Linked DNA regions of Hordeum vulgare: all the other regions are linked to region 1. Evidence: chromatin contacts called from public Hi-C data. All regions are on one chromosome and are shown on one strand. Each heading gives the region's core, a stretch centred on a gene start, on an enhancer-like site or on the middle of the called end of the contact. The rest is flanking DNA. Distances are from core to core; before and after follow the strand shown.

The links. A called contact is a pair of places that touch in the nucleus more often than the background predicts.
Region 2: a contact with region 1 is called in a Hi-C map of leaf, with 2.0 times the contacts expected there. The contact joins the promoter of LOC123403487 here to the promoter of LOC123402108 in region 1. A contact is called at or near these places in 2 of 6 Hi-C or Micro-C datasets (leaf and seedling) and 1 of 1 datasets of contacts at active chromatin or transcription factors (embryo).
Region 3: a Hi-C map of seedling shows a contact between it and region 1, with 5 times the contacts expected there. The contact joins the promoter of LOC123401572 here to the promoter of LOC123402108 in region 1. A contact is called at or near these places in 1 of 6 Hi-C or Micro-C datasets (seedling) and 1 of 1 datasets of contacts at active chromatin or transcription factors (embryo).

What each region holds. Positions count from the first base shown.
Region 1 is chr6H:349,524,370-349,527,999 of MorexV3_pseudomolecules_assembly, forward strand. LOC123402108 (bidirectional sugar transporter SWEET4) reads right to left here and starts at 1,840. Exons shown (of 5, transcript XM_045095988.1): 1 at 1,634-1,840; 2 at 1,265-1,301; 3 at 634-1,012. The coding sequence starts at 1,676.
Region 2 is chr6H:349,042,791-349,046,420 of MorexV3_pseudomolecules_assembly, forward strand. It overlaps LOC123403487 (outer envelope pore protein 37, chloroplastic), which reads right to left and starts at 1,967. Exons shown (of 6, transcript XM_045097421.1): 1 at 1,387-1,967; 2 at 1,060-1,149; 3 at 251-421; 4 at 75-169. The coding sequence starts at 1,875.
Region 3 is chr6H:349,187,668-349,191,297 of MorexV3_pseudomolecules_assembly, forward strand. It overlaps LOC123401572, which reads left to right and starts at 2,004. Exons shown (of 6, transcript XM_045095398.1): 1 at 2,004-2,247. The coding sequence starts at 2,195.

The DNA of each region.
Region 1 (3,630 bases), core at 590-3,089:
GACAACTTTAGTTTTGCTTGGGATGGGGGGACTAAAAGAGCCCTGAACAATTTTAACGAAAAGTGCAGCGGGTACAAGTTGTTAATTACAGTTGAATCCAAAAGTAAAATGATGAACAAAAAGAGCATGAGTTTTTTATTTTTTGATAGCAAAAGAACATGAGTTTTTATTTTCTTCTTTGATAGAAGAAGAACAGGAGTTGATTTGACGCCATGGAATGGAAACACTGCACGTACGTGATATATAAAAAAAATTCTTCAGAAAAGAATATTTGCGCCGTTCAAAGTAGTAGCGAGATAGCCGAAAAGAATACAGCTACTAGTGTACTGTACTAGATAGAGAGAAACGACAGGATTACGCATGCGTGTACTCGCGTATTCTATTCTCCACCCAGAACCAAGAGCAGACGTTGGTCAATCAAATTACTATAGACTAATCCAGCGTTCTTTTCCTATGGTTATTCTCATTCGAACAGCAGTTAATTAATCATCTCCTCGCCTGATCTTCTGACGCCGACAATCACCCACTGGACTAAGATCAATCAATAAAATACCACCACCAAATCTCACTCCAATACTGTACTACTAGTTTGTACTTTGTAGGTGAGACCGTGGGAGTGATGGCGACGCGTACCATGACGGAGAGCGGCGCGGCGTACATGCCGGTGCCGAAGAGGACGCAGAGGATGCCGACGACCATGGACCTGCGGTCGTGGGTGTGGGCGAGGGAGAGGACGAGCGCGGCGACCCCGCCGACGAAGGCGACCTCGGCGACCAGCAGGATAAGGACTCGGCGGCGGGCGGCGCCGACGGAGTAGGTGAGGAAGAGCGCGATGTAGGCGAGCTCGATGACCATGCCGGTGCCGTTGATGGTGATGACGAGCATGCTGTGCGGGTGCACCAGCGGGAGCCCGTAGAGCACCCACATCATGCAGTTGAGCAGCGTCGCGAGGTACGGCACCGCCGAGTACTGCTCCACCGTCTTCTTCTTCCAGATTCGGTAGAACGTCGGCCTGGAATTCGCAGTTGGCAAGTGTTTTCACTGGTCAGGTTTTTCATTCGAACAGAAGAGATACCTAAACTGTTTCGATCAGAAAAAAGGGGTACTACAAAATCATTGCGGCGCAGATCTCCGCATTCTCACGGATTTGCATCATGTAATTCTCGCTCCTTGCTCAGCACAATTAATTCCGGAATCCATTTTATCCGGCGAATTAAATGAAGATACACTTATTTAAGAGCATGTAGTTTTAGGCGGTGCTTACACTGGGGATAGAAAGAGCACCAAGGCGGTTCCATTGCCTGCAAGAGAGACACACACAACAAACCCCAAAACAGCAACGTCAGAAGTAGATCTCGGACGATGAACAAGCACGAAGGAGGAAACTGCCGAACAAATCACGATTCGGGATGCTCGCTTGCACTAGAAGGGAGCAAAAGTCCGTGAAGAGGACACGCGCAAAGCGGCGAGAAACAAAAAGAGCATCAGGGGGAGGCAAGGCAACAGCGCCACCCCGTACGACCCCGTGCGGTACCATCCACCACATGATTTTCGCTGCAGTGCAGGAGCACATGCGTATGCAGCAGAGAGTCGGGGAGAGCGTGGAGCGACGGGGACGGACGGACGCACGCACCTATGACGCCGATGACCGTGCGGATAGCGTCGGGCGACACCATGGCGGCTTCCGGCGAGAGGTTAACCGCACCAAGGAACTGATCTAGAAGAGCGTCTCGGATGTGGATTTCTGGAAGGGAGGAGGAGGGGGAGGGGGGGGGGGGCAGGGAAGGATGCAAGTACAGCGGACCCTCTCTCTCTGTCCCTCTGCGGTGCGTTTGATGAGTGAATGATCTCAAGAAAACACCAAACGGGGTCCTTAAATAGAGCGGGGGCTGCTGACCCGTGGGCCCCGCAGCGGCGTCCCCGTCTCTATCTCTATCCGCCGCGCTCTCTCTCATGCACACCGCGGCGGCCTTTTGCATACGCCTCTTTCTATCTCTCTCTCTCTATCTCTCTCTGCGCGTTTCTCTCTCTATAACAACCCCGATGTGCGGTGGCCCAGCAGCCAGCCGTGTGGGCTGGTCGTACTACTTTTTCTTTCCACAGGATTTTTAGAAATGCTGGGTTGCTCATTTCGACTTTGGTAGATATTCGCATTCTTGGTCCCGGAGCAACCCAAGCTACCCCCGCTGGGCATCAATAGTCTTTGGTTCCCTCTGCCCATTTTGGCGCTGTGTATTTTGGTTGAGATGATATAGGGACACTAAATCATGTTAAGTTTTGGTTGTCTGCCCGCATTGCATCACGAGGTCGTTTCGTACATGGTGTTTGGTTGGCATCATTTGAGAGTGTGAGGATGCAGTTACATATGATGTCTGGTTGCTTCTGGCCTAATGTTATGGTCACCCCTTCCTATGAGTGATGATTTTGCGTAATACATAGATATGTAGTACTTCCGGGAAGTGGAGTTTTTGAGCTCGACCTCATTTGAACCTGATGAACAGTAAAATTCGGAAAAATTCATGACTAATTCAACCAATTCAGAATTTTTTTGGTACACACATTGACCAAAAAATTACGCGCTCCCAACATTTCATATTAAAATCACATTCGTGGAAATCGTGGCAAAAGAATCGATACTCCAAATGTGTTATTTTCAAAAGCATTTTAGGGTGTTGATTTTGTTTTTTTGCACGACATCCACAAATGTCTTTTCAAGATGATGTTTTGTGAGCATAGAAAACTTTTGTCAATTTTTGCATTAAAAAATCAGAATATTTTGAATGATTTTTCATTTTTTTAATTCTACTGTTCATCCCGAGCTCAAATAAGCTTGGAAGCAAAAGAAGACTTTCCGTACTCCCCCTGTTTCTTTATGTATGTCTATTATTTTCAACACGGTGACCAAGGCATATAATTATAGAAGTCCTATGATAAAATTACCCTTGGTAAATTTGTTGGTTTATGGCAAGTAAATCACTGAGTTCATAAAAGTAAGAGATACATGCAATCGAGCGAGAGATAGCTTTCCTTTTTTGATACAAAGAGAGATACACGCAATCAGGAGATAGATACTTTTTATTTTTTTATTTTTTAGAGTGCTAAAAAGGAAATCACGAGGATTTAGAATACATGCACCTTACATTATAAAATTTTATCAAAAAATAAATACACTTTTTATATAAAGGAACTGAGCAAGTAGTACATAGATAGGTAGTACCAATTGAATATCATTTCAATCCTATCTACTAACAAATGGCAGTTTGTCGGTTTTTCCTAACTACTTTACAACCGGTTATTCGTGTTAACTACTAACATGAAAATGCCAAACTAACAGTTATATGGCTCAACGGAAAAAAAATCATCAATGTGAATCAAGGGGAAGCTCTTCTTCTTGTAGATGTGCTGCAGATGATGATAATGATGCTGACGACGATGATCTTTGTGTTACCTCTGTTAGCCACATTGTGTTAGTTCACTTCAATCTTGTGCTCTTCAATTTTCATTGTCATGTGCCTTCACATCAGTGGCAGACTCAACACCACCAGTCGTCACATCATTCTTTTCTGGCACAACTCTTCATGACCCCATTCTAAGATCCAGTCATGAAGAATGCTACATGCAAAAACAAGC
Region 2 (3,630 bases), core at 717-3,216, 480 kb before region 1:
TGGAGATTTTGGGAGAAGAAATGGCCGGTGGATACATATGTTAATGAGCAGAGCAACAAAGATAGTATGCTGACCTTAACTTATCAGAAGAACCAAAACGCCTTTTGAAGTCTAGGGATACTGCATTCGAAGGCAAGGAGACGCTGGGAACTAAAGTTAATTCATTGTCCTGCCATAGAAAATCGACAAAACAAATCAGATAAACAGAAGGTCTGAAAACCGAACAAATACAACATTAGACATAAGTCACCTTATAGCAATATCTTAGATTCAAATCATTTTCATTGTATTGAGCAGTAAGAATGCCGTCTAAAAAATCCGTTTTCGCAATCCCATAGACTGACAACATTTTTTGGTCTTCTTCATTTGTCCTCTCTTCCACTGAAACTTGACCAATTGGAAAGTGCAGTGTTGCTCTTGGCTGCACAGGTATCAGGGTTAACTAAACATTTGACAGAGTTTCATTACAAATTCTAGGAAATATGCATGGATTCTTGTTGCTAAGAACATATGTCTACAGTTCACAAACATCTTTCAGCATTAGGACACATGGTCTACTGAATATAAACAACAAATATAGAAATGAAACATATGGCACATGATTTCATATAAAACCTTTAAAAACAGTATACGACAGCTTAGTGCTTTCAACACAATAGCTAATGTTTAAAGTCTGAAATAGCACCTAAAGGAGCTACGATCTGGATATAGGTGGCCTCAAATATCGTGCAGACTCTACTGCATACAGGAGTAAAACAACAGAGTACAGTTGTAAGCTGTAAGTTACTAAACAACATGGACTTTCCGACCAACTTTTGCAAACATTTTAAGAGTATTCAATCTTTTCAATATAATAGCAAATTACACTCCTTCATCTCAAGTGGCATAAATAATTTCCGAGTAATAAAGGAGTGACGACTATAATACGTTTTGTGCTAACAATGATCAAATTTGTATTTTAAGGTAGAAAATGAACCTTGTTGGGATTCCTCAACACCACAATACATTTATTCTAATCAATGAAACATAGAAAAAGGAGACATGAATGTATGTACTCACCAAACCATTGTAAGGCACCAAAGATGATATCTCGAGTCTATAAGACGGGTCACCCAACCTAGTTATTACTGAAACTTCTCCTTCTTGCTCCTGAGAATAAAACAGGATGCCATTATAGAAAGAAAGAAAGAAGTATGTAGGTACCAGTAGCAGAACAAACTCAGGAGACTAAAGGTGTGAAACTTTATCAGTGAGTGAAAAGAATATATAAATAGACTTTCCATCGACAAAAGCGACAAAAACGAACACATAAACACACAGACATCACATGTCCTTCAACGCGAATTGAGTGACAAACCAACGTTGACATGGAGATGCAATTGGAACCTTGACATCGTGCGAGGCGCGAAGCTGGACGGCGCCACCGGGGAGCGAAGCGTTACCACGGAGCAGCGCGTTGCGGCCCTCGACGTCATACATCGCGGAGAAGTGCTTGGTAACGAACGACAGCACCGGCGCCCCGAAGAGCTGCCGCGGGTCCTCTCCGTGGCCCTGCTGGTCGCTCTGGAATGACAGCCGCAGCTTGGCGAGACCCCCCGCGAGCTTGCAGGACACCTTGTGCGCAAACAAGGCCTCCTCGCTGTCGTACTCCGTGGTCACCCGCAGCCCCGGCCTCCTGTACCGCTGCGCTGGAGCCACCACCGTCGGCTCCGGGGGCGGGGGTGGTGGGGGAGGCGGAGGAGGGGGCGGCGGGGGAGGGGAAGGGGGCGGGCAGAGGAAGGTGAGGGGGCAGCGGAGCCATGGAGGCAGATTGAAAGGGTTAGGGTTCTTGGGGGTGGACGGGGAGGAGGAAGTGGTGGCGGTGGCGGCGGCCATGGGCGGAGGAAGCGAGGGAAGCGGCGGGGTGAGCGGTGTGAAGAATCGAATGGAGGAAGAGGGAAGTGGGAAACTTGTGGGGCCTGGGGTGCGGACTGCGGGACTGCGGAGGGCTTGGGACTTGAGAATGGGAATGAGTTAAATGCATTGGCGGTCCTATTCTTTTTCAGAAGTCTTATTTGGGTCCTAATTTTTTGTTATTTGGAATTGATATTTTTTCTTAAAATTCAGCTTTGCTTTAAAAAAGGCAAGTCAAACGGGGTAGCTTCACGATATGTCACTCCATAAAAAAATAGAATTTGAGATAGAACTTCAAAGTTTTTATGAAGCTCCTTAGAGGATGCTTTAAAAAACTCTAGAAGCTGGAGTTGGGGGGAAATTACCCACCACTGCCACGAGTAAGTGGATACCTCTTCATTTCTTTTCCCTCAACCAATCAAATAGATTCTTTCCACCAGATTTTCTATTTTTGAAGTTGAAGCTAGATGGAAGCCAAACATTCTCTTAATAGTGTTATAACTTCTGTATGAAACTGCTTCAAAGTGAATTTGATGAAGTGAAGCTGGTTTTGATGAATTGAAACAGTCCCAAACAGGCCCTTAGTTCTAATTGTTTCTAAAGTTGTTCACTCCAGGTCCTAAACTCGTCTCCAGCGACTTTGGTCAGCGCTGACCAGCGCCACATCGACAGTGGGCCCGAGGAGGCAACCCGGCTGGACGTGCAAGTTTGCAAATGCCCCCACCCCTTTCCTTGTCCTCATTTCTTGGTCCTCGGTTCCATCCCAATCCTCTCTCGCATTTCTGACGGCGGCCGGCGGCGGAGGCGTTGCTACGGCGACCAGGGGCATTGATCGGGGGCGCTAGTCGGGAGGCGGCGTCCGCTAGGATGGCGCCAGAGCTGCGGCGACCCGGCGATCCTCCTCCGCGGTATGGTAAGGATCCCTAACCCTAATCTTCTCCGTTCTTGTTTGTTCTTCTCCGTTCTTGTCTGTTCTTCTTCGTTTTGCTCTGTATGCATCTATTTTTTTATTCTTCAATTCATGATTAGCTACTATTATTTTTCTAAACGACGGTAGATTTTGACTATCATATTTTACTTAGGACCACTTGAGGAGGTTTTCATCGTAGAGATCAACTATGGGGGCTTTTTTACGAATTTGGCGCGTCAAAGACGTATGTTGATGGGAAAGTTGCTCGAATTGATGTGTGCGAAGCAGACACTTGGTCTCCTTTGTGGCTCACCGATTTATATGAGTCGGCTAGGTTATGCTGCTCCAGGAAATTACAACTTGTATTGCTTGCTCCCTACAATGAACCTAGATGCAGGACTTCAGATAGTGGACTGCGACATTGATACATTGAGCATGATTGTTGTTGTTCCCAAGTTCCAGTATTTTCAGATGTATGTTGACCACAAAGATACGTCATTTGGCAATATATTTGATGATATTAACATTGCCAATGTAGCTGGCAGTAGCATTCTAGCTGGCAGTAGCAATGCAGCTGGCAGTAGCAATGCACCACCAATGCCACAAAATCATGGACATGAGTTGAGAAGGAGTAGGAGAACAAATGTGGTTGAAGAGGCAGCACACAATACTTGTGATGGCAGTGACAAAACTGACAGTAGTGACAGTGAATGGGAGTCGGAGTGGGTAGATTCTGATAATGAACTTGCCAAGGATGATGATGGCCTTTTTAATGAATGGGCTGATATAGATTTTGGTAATAAAACAAAGAAAGGATCCAAAAGGGA
Region 3 (3,630 bases), core at 754-3,253, 340 kb before region 1:
AATTGCTCGACAGTAATTTGTTCACCCACCGTAATATTTGCTATTTTGAGAGAACCTCTAGTGAACACTATGACCCTCGGGTCTACTTCACAACATGTTTTCAGCCTTATTCTTTTACTTCGTTGGACTTTGCGCCTACAGATCTCAATTTGCAATCAATCTTGAAGGGATTGACAACCCCTAGCGTTGGGTGCAAGCTCTTTTGTGTTCGCGCAGGTACTCTAGACTTGACGAGATTATCCTACTGGATTGATACCTTGGTTTTCAAACTAAGGGAAATACTTACTGCTCCTGTGCTGCATCACCCTTTTCTCCTCAAGTGAAAAACCAACGCAAGCAAGTCTCCGTCAACGTGTCAATTTCTGGCGCTGTTGTTTGAGAAGTAGCAGGGGTGTGGGTGGAGGAGCAGGTTGACCCCAGCAGCACACACATTCCCCTTCTTCTTCTTCTTCATGGCTCCTCGCCCGACCCCGGTTGCCGTTACCCTCATATGGAGGAGGAAAATGGGGCCTGTTCCGGGGCGGTTGGTACAACCGATTTGGTGATGTCGGTGGCTGCTGCGGGCGATGGGAGGGAACCATCGAGTGGGAGGGTCGAACTTAGGAGGGGTTGCGCTCGCACTATCGCGCGCGTGACGGGATGGGAGGACTTTGCTCACAATCAATAAACACAAGTTTTAAATTTTGTTAGAGTAACTAGCAAAAGGGCCCGTGCGTTGCAACGGGAGAAAAAAATACCACATGCTTTTAATATTTTTATAATCATTTTGATTTATTAAAATAATAAGCTAACTAACTAATGTAGTCAGTCCTATCCTATTTTGTTGAGAAATCAACCCATCCATTGTTAATTCCACATGATGAGAAATTGAGCGGGGCAAGCAAAGCAAAACAAAGAGGCTACGTGAATTGATCAATGGACTGTTATCTTATTTCACTCATGGGGTAGAGAATGTGGGATCAGATGACAAACTGAAGGTCGTGTTCCATTCTCTATCTCTACAACAATACAATCTTACATTCAATACATTCATTCATCAACAAATAAATCCCCACAAAACAAAATTTCTTGCCGGTGCTTGGCAGACGGTTGGAGGCATGGAGAGGGGATCTCACCGGATGATGAGTTTCTGCCGGAGGAGGGGATACAATGAGGGGAGCAAGGGTTAGGCGCCTCTATCTGGCCATAAGGAGTCGCCGTTGCCGCGCCATAACCTCGGAGTTCCCCTGTGAGCCATGGAGGCCCGCCTCCACCTGCAAGTACTTCGCTCCGCCTCGCCGCCGCCGTTCTGCATCGAGCAGACGCATCATCCCCAGTCACTGTAGTTGTCGCGTAGATTTGATCCAGAAACTGTCCTCGAGCGTCGAAATGGGGGCAACAAGCGGGCAGAGGTACGACCGCGGAGGCGGGTGGGTTGAGATCGACAACAGTGGTGGTTGAGGTCGGCCGCGGCGGCGAGTGGTGTGGCAGCGGCCTGGGCACACGCCAGGGTGGACCAGGGTCGACGCGATGCGCTCGAGCGGCACAACGGGGGCAGTGAGCGGGGAGAGGTACGGCCGCGGAGGCGGGTGGGTTGAGATCGGCAGCGGTGGCGGTTGAGGTCGGCCGCGACGACGAGTGGTGTGGCGGCGGCCTGGGCACAGGCCAGGGTGGCCTAGGGTCGACGGGAGGAGGCGATGCGTACGGGTATAATTTTTGCTTACAGTTTTTTTAATAAAAATGCAGCGGTGAGTTTTCCGACGGAAGCAATTGCCTCTTTATTATTAGGTAGGTATAGGTATATAGATGTCTCTTTGGGTATTTTCACCTCACAAACCTTGGATCTTTTGTCCCTCAAGAAAAGAAAACTTTGGATATTTTGTTTTGGACTTATTTACAATAGTGTCACGGCGCAATTCTAAGGTCCCACTCGTTAGTGACCAGTTTCCCGGAATCGAGACATTACCGCGGAAAGCACTCCCGCTTTCCCCACCCACACCCACACCCCCGGCCCGGGCCCCCCATCTTCGCCCCTTTGTTCCTCCCTCTTTTGCATCTCTCGTCAGGGTAGGGCAGGGCAGGGCACGGAGACGGAGGGTGGAAGAAAGAGGGCGGCAGCCGGGCTGGGCAGGAGGAGGAAGGAAGCAACCCCATCCACCGCCCGCTCCTTCTTCCTCCCTCCCCCTCCGCGCCTCCCAGGGCCCGAGCTGCTGCCATGGCGGATACCAACCCGGACAGCATCAAGAGATACACGCCTCCCGTGCACAGGTCAACACCTCCCGCATTCGCCTTTCTTTCCATTCCACGAGGCTCCTGCAGCTTCTTGCCATTTTTCGATTCGGGCCGCGCTTACCCAGAATCGCATTCGGAGTGTGGGATTGGACCTCGGCCTGGTTGAATCTCTTGCGAGATGAGGTGGCCTCTTGTGATCTGGGGCACCTCTGGCGCGGAGGCTGGGAGCTGCCTGCCTTGGATTCGGCCATTTCCTGGGATTTTGGTACCGGTATGCTCTGGAGCATTCATGTGGTGGTTTCGGTGGGATTAGCTGGAAGGCTGACGGTGTGACGTTCTCATGCCCTTCTTAGATTTATCTGCTGCGTTGCTTTTCTATAGCTGCTTAATGCGTGTGATTTTAGGTGGCGCCTGAGAACATGTAACCTATGATTGTTGTCACCGAATCGCCATACTACATAGCTTGCTTTTTCTTCTTTCGCTATCCTATTTTGGAGATGGACGCTGGCTTTCTGCTAGCTCATAGAGGGCATAATGAAAGAGGTTTTCGACAGAAAGAGGTTTTCGACACACATATCTTCATCACTAGTACGCTACCATTGTTGGTCTCGGGCTGGTCTTTTGGCATGCTGATTTAGCTTATCAGTGAATATGGAAAAAGGACATGCTTGAAAGCTAACTTTTTGCCTAAAGGGAATTTGTTTAGCTTTGGTCAAGCATCATGGTTTCATTCCGAGATGAAGGGTGACTCTAGTGTGGATTATCAAGTTAAAGCAACCTGGCTCAGCCACTCTTTACCCATGCAGTCGTCCAGCTTGGATAAAGTTGATGATTAGTTCAAAATAGTGTATATAATTGGCTTGAAGGCCTCTTGTCTATATTATCTGGTTCTGCATTTTTTTAGAAAAGGAGGTTAAGACCCCCCGGCCTCTGCATCAATCGATGCATACAACCATCTTTATTACTTATTCAACAAAGGTCTGACAAGAACATACATCAAGCCACCCGAAGCCCCCACTCACACCTACAAAAGCGATAATGTGGAGTGCTCTCACTCCCCATATCTAAAACCGGTGTCGTCGCCGATCCATTCACATAACGTATCGGAACTAACAGCCGGCGTAGCAGACCTAAAGCGTATACCACATGCACACGTTTTAGAAGCCGCCATCATCATCGAACTGCTGACCCATCTTCAGGAGAGAAATCCGCATCATCCTTGTCAGTCCGGCCATCCGTCAACGCCACCACGGCGCCCAACGGCGCCACCTCCCCGCGCTCGTCCATCCAGATGCGAAGACTCTATAAGATCTGTCGTGCGTAGCACCTGCCGAACAGGCATGACAAAGCGTAGCACCTGTTGGCCAGGCATGACCTGACATCACCACCGAAGCTCCGTGCAGGACGAAGACGCTCCAC